Linked DNA regions of Mus musculus: region 1 is linked to region 2. The links are chromatin contacts, called in public promoter capture Hi-C maps. All regions are on one chromosome and are shown on one strand. The core of a region is the stretch at or near the end of the contact, and the rest is flanking DNA. Distances in the headings are between cores, read along the strand shown.

Region 1 (2,700 bases), core at 49-2,548, 470 kb before region 2:
CCCTCTCTGCCTATTCTCCTCTATATAGGCCTTCATCATGTGACTCACTGGGAATTCCCCCACATCCCTTGCCACTTTCAACTTATCTTTCTTCAACAACGGCTCTTTCCAAAATTTAGTGTAGTTCGCCAGTTAGTAGGATGCATTTCAGCCTCACACATTTATTAGAACATCAAAAACATATCGTTCACATCCATTCAATTAAAGTTAATATCTTTATTCCTCCTTCTTTCCTTCTTTCCCTCCTTTTCTCCCTCCCTTACCCACTGCCCGGACTTCCCTTTCACAGGCTCAGCAGACAGCACCTGCTTCTCAGAAACAAGGCTTGTCCTGTTCTCCTTTCTCTAGTCTTCCTTTAAAAAATGCGAGTCCCTCTTCCTGACAGCCACTGGAGTGAAAGGAGACACACAGAAGGAAACCATCACAGGCAAAACAATTCTCTTTCTTTTTGGACGCAGGCCATTTCAGAGGTCTCCCCAGAATCCCCAAGTTCTCCTCTTTGCTGTTGTCCCTACAGGTCTGGTGTGGGGCGTGAGGTGTCTCAATTTAGCTGTTCAGCGATTCTCTGCCTGGTCATCTTACCACAGAGCTCCTGTGGTCTTTTGCCTCCCTCTTTACCCCCTCCCTCCCCCCCCCCCGCCCCCGGCCCCGGGGTGTGTGTGTGTGTGTGTGTGTGTGTGTGTGTGAGAGAGAGAGAGAGAGAGAGAGAGAGAGAGAGAGAGAGAGAGAGAGAGCTATTTCTCACTTGGGGGCTCACTTCTAATTAAGTAATTCAGGAGGTTTAAAAAGCACAGAACAACTAAATGAAACCTCAAATTAGAAGGAAAATGGCTCAAATGGGTCCCCATCTCTGGGAGTTCTGGTTAAGCAAGCAAACAAAATGGGCTGGGACGAATGAATATTGTAACTCAGAAGACCAAAGCAAATGTAATTAGTTCCCAGTCTACTTCTTGTTCCTCAGCCTCTGACACGCTCCAATCTCACTCCCAACGCCACACGCAGCCGCGAATTTATCCAATTCTTCCTTATCCTTACTGCGGGGAGGGGGAAAAAGTCGCTGCTGCAAAAAGCTGGGAGGGTTAACAGAGCTGGTACCCCAGCCTGCCAGCTAGCCAAAGGAGATTGCCGGTAGGCCTCAGAACCCGCCTCCTGCCAGGCTTCACAGCCAATGGGAGCCTGTGGTGAGTATGGCGCAGGGTCCTATTGGCTGCCAACCTACGTGCATAAGAAAGAACGAGAGAGGCAGGCAGGGCAGCATTGTTATCTTAAGACACTCATCCGGTGTCTGAGTCTGCAGGTGACACTGGTTAGGTACGGACCGGGAAGCCGGAGTGGGGACGCGCCGGGCTGCAGCTCCAGGATGGAATCCGCCTGCCTGCCGCGCGGCTCGCGGCTCAACCCGCAGCGCCTCCGCTGAGCTCGACGGGTTCCGGAGGACTTGGAAATGCACCTGCCGCGCGCTCCGAGGACACCAGCAGGTCCTCAGGCAGCCGAAGGAGCCCAGACGCCTGAGGAACGATTTCTGTCCATGTACAAGGCACAGATTTCGGATGACAGGGCGGGTGAGTCTCTTTAGAGTTGGAAAAAAAAGAAGGCAAGATCTTGGGTTTCACCTCGGTCGAGGGACAGGGGACTTCTCAGTTGGCTTCCCACTTTCCTCACCTCTCCCACGCCGCGTGCGACCCAGCCTAGTGCTGATCCCACTTCACAGATGCTGTGGGTGCCTGGGATGCTCGCTGCTCCACGGCAAGGCAGCAGGCAAGTGGTCTAAAAGCTGCCGCCGCGGCGGCGGCGGCGACAGCAAAGCCCAGAGCAGGAGAATTTGAAAAGAGACATCCGTTCCCTCTCACAAGCTGAGGGGGTGGCATTTCATATTTCCCCAAAGGAGAAAGAGCCACAAGAAATCATGAAGTAAAAACTTTGGAAGGCTGCCACTGGAGATGTTGCACAAAAATCAGGCGTCTTTTGGGAGTCTCCTCGCAGTCCTTGGTGGTTTGGGGAGCAGCTGATACAGCAAGAAGGACTCTTACAAGGATTCAAGGTAATCGTGCAGGGGTCTGTACCCCTGGGTTTTCTGTATCACCTTTCGTTGTGATTTTCATGAGTCCTCATTCAACCTTCTTGTCTGGTGCCTGGCAATTGCAAGCAAAAGGAATAACTCCCATTCCACCCCGTAGTTTCTGTCAGGTGGAGCTTAGCAGTGGACTTTGGGTTTGAGCTGACTCTGGAATCGCCTCCTGGTGTCGCATGGCTGTCACAGAGCTTGGGCACTCTGCCTGACCTATATTGGTTTTTTTTTTTTTTTTTCTTTTTTTGCCTGGTTTAAGTCCTTAAAGTTAGTGCAACTCCCATTAGCTTTCGAAAATTCATTCGGGCTCCATAATTGCAGAGGATGACAAGGACTTTTGCTTGCCTAGCTGATGCCGGACAGAACTGCACGAGGTTCACTGTGTTTGGGGAGGACCCTAAAGACCTGGTATTCTTTTGTGCAATATAGCTGTATTCACATGGTCATTAAAGCCCTGTGGCATGCTTTAGAGGCCAGTCTATTTCTTCTATGAACATGTAATGAGGGACAAAAATAATTCCTAGGAGTGAATCCCATAGTCTCCTTTGGGTGGTATAACAGAAACCCCAATCGACTGAGTCAATCCTGGTAGTACACTGGAGACACTACAGGGAGAATATTGCTGTGCTGAA
Region 2 (2,700 bases), core at 131-2,630:
CGAGGCTCGCATATGTGTGCATGCACGTGTCTGTGTTCCCTTATGAGCAGAGCAGAGTCTGGGGTGGGGAGAGGGATGGCGTAATCCCTAACAATGTAATCTCCTCTGCTGTCCTTGCAGTTTCGAGTGCTAAAAAAATGAGTACCTCGGGTCACAGAACAGGCGCCGTCACCAGTGGCGTGCTTTAAGTGAAAGCAAATTAAGTGTACAAGCACTTAACTCAAAATCAGTCTTCACAGCTTAGAATATCAAGAGCATCATCTTAATGGAAGGCATCAGCCAGGACAGAAATGGGGCTCTGCTCTTTATATGGTACCTTCTATTAGCAAGCCGTGCAATGCTCTTGTAAATTATGAATTGCTAGGCAAAGCAGCTCAGGAGATCTGGTCAAGGTCACTGGGGATCCTAGGTCCAAGGATACACAGAGTAGCGGAAGCTGAGAAACAGATAACGTGTATCAGAGAAAGCAGTGAGGAATTCTGAGGGCAAAGATCAGAATCAGGATGTGAGCACTCCTCCTTGTTCGTGCCTGTGTGATAAGTTCCTTACCCACTGAGCCATCTCTTTATTTAGGGATTCATCTCAGTCCATGACTGGTTGTTCTGAAAAATGAAGGAGAGCATTTTTCCCACTCTGCAGAAATATGAGAGGTTCAAGGGCTGAAGAAATGGCTCAGTGAATAAAGAATTTATCATATAAGAAGGGGCATCCATGAAATTTCTGTGGGCAAGGTGTTTCCCTTGTAATACTCAGAGAGACAGGGGATTCTTGGAGTAAGCTAAGATAGCAAGATAGGAGTTTGGTAAGAGACCTCATTTCAAGATATAATGTGAAGACATCAAGGAAGACACCTGCTATCAACCGCAGGCCTCCAGATGCCCTCTCCATACTTGCACACGTGCAAATACACCAAGGTTCTTTACTTAACTAAGAAGTATCTCCTGGATCTCCCGGGTCTCATCGTTAGCACCAGTGGTCCACTGACTCTAACACCTCCTCTTGCCTCTTTGGTAACCAATCTTCTACTTTCCACCTCAGATAAACACATTCTTTAAGAGTACAGCCTTTGCATCAGACCCAGACAAACAAGTATAGATCTATGTGAGCTGGCTGTAACACAAGAAAGATTTTGTCTTCTACTTCATAATCTGTATCTTTATTCACTAAACACCACACTCAAAGCACTGTGAGGAAAAGGTGGTCCCTGTATTGGTCAGAGCACAAAGAGGATTCAGCCAGATTCTGGCATCATTAAACTGGTCAACCAGCTGCAAGACATTACCAGCTGCCATGTTAATCATTAATGAGGCAGACAGTGCCTGTTGCCTGCGTAGTGAACCAAACATTATGACTTGGGTTTTCATTTCATTTAAAATTAACTCACTGAATGAAGACTCTGCCTCCAGCTTGTGAGAGACAGAGCTGTTGGCACAAAGAATGGACTGGCAGGCCAGAAGCACAAAGGGAACATGAAGTCCCTCACAGACATGATCAAACTGTTTGCATGCAGGCCTTGGCTTTTAATTCAACTCAGTCCCACTTTCTTAAAGACCCTGCTCAAAATATCCCTGTGTTTGCAAGCAGAGCCTCTCTGTGTCACTGTCCCTTCCTCTTGTGGCTTGTCCCAGTGCCTCTTCAAATCACCTTTATAGGAGCTGAGAATGAAGCAAAGGGGGAAGAAAACAATCCCATTTTCTGATTTGAGGATGTGCTTTCTTTTTCAAGAAAGACAAAATGCAGCTTTAAAAACATTTTATTATATTTAAAAACAAAAGGAAAGAGATGGAATTGACACAGAGAATCCAGGTGAACCCACATTTTTCATTCAGTAATGAAATAATAATTTTTCACCTCTACCAACATCTAGAAACTCCTAATCTACCTTATGTACTGTGAATTTTTCTATTATAGATATTTCATGCTGGTATAATGTGAACACATACTACTTCTCCTTTTATCTTATAATTATCTGTATACCTTCAGGTTTCTTCTCCCTTGTCGAGGTTCACTCTTTTCATGAGAGTAGTATTTCACTGCTTACATGTGCCATGTTATTTATCCAGGCATCTGTCCTTCAGCATAGGCCATTTCTACCTTTTGGCTAATGCTGCAATCATCATCATCATCATCATCCTATGGAGTAAAAGGAGCTGCCTAGCTGAGCCCAGATAGACAGGGGAATCGAGGAAAGAATTGTTTGCTAAATCCCTTTCTGTGGTATCTCATATGCAATAGCAGATAATGGAAACACTGAATTCATTCCTCATTGCTTGTGGGTTTTTTGTTTTTTATTTCTCCCATGCACACTATTCATTTTATACAGATTCCATTCTTCCCTGAAGTTCCTCATGTCTCATTGTGCATGGCCTACCTTTTGTGCTATATCCACATATGCATGTATCATAGTCCTTTCTAAATGATTAGGCAATTTCAACATTTTGTCACATACCAAACTGTTTCTATTGGTTCCTTTTCTTTTGATTACATACTATATAATCTTGATTCTTCACATATTGTATATTTTCCCACTGTGATTGACACTGCATATAAATAGTGAAGATACCTTTATTGGATTCCATAAACATGTGCAGTGGTCCCTGTTGTAGATACTTCTACTGCCAGGTTGCTATGTTGAACTGAGAACTGTTGAATCTTTAGCTAGATTCAGTTTACAATTGAAGTTAAACATCTGAGGATAAG

Evidence for each region. Promoter capture Hi-C pulls out the DNA fragments that hold promoters and counts their contacts.
Region 1: a promoter capture Hi-C map of hippocampal neurons shows a contact between it and region 2, with 3 times the contacts expected there. The contact joins the promoter of Brinp2 here to the enhancer-like site in region 2. A contact is called at or near these places in 4 of 39 promoter capture datasets (the 3T3-L1 cell line, 3T3-L1-derived adipocytes, embryonic stem cells and 1 more), 1 of 484 Hi-C or Micro-C datasets (the N1E-115 cell line), 2 of 115 datasets of contacts at active chromatin or transcription factors (embryonic forebrain and forebrain) and 1 of 9 other capture datasets (liver).

What each region holds. Positions count from the first base shown.
Region 1 is chr1:158,354,858-158,357,557 of GRCm38.p6, reverse strand. Brinp2 (bone morphogenic protein/retinoic acid inducible neural-specific 2) reads left to right here and starts at 1,298. Exons shown (of 8, transcript NM_207583.2): 1 at 1,298-2,041.
Region 2 is chr1:157,885,996-157,888,695 of GRCm38.p6, reverse strand. No RefSeq gene overlaps it. Among named protein-coding and RNA genes, the nearest start is that of Gm51655, 140 kb to the right of the region's middle. Within about 2 kb of position 1,380, at least 27 of the 459 cell types and tissues checked have an H3K27ac peak or open chromatin away from gene starts, as enhancers often do. A contact at or near this core is called in the N1E-115 cell line and hippocampal neurons, where this site is marked.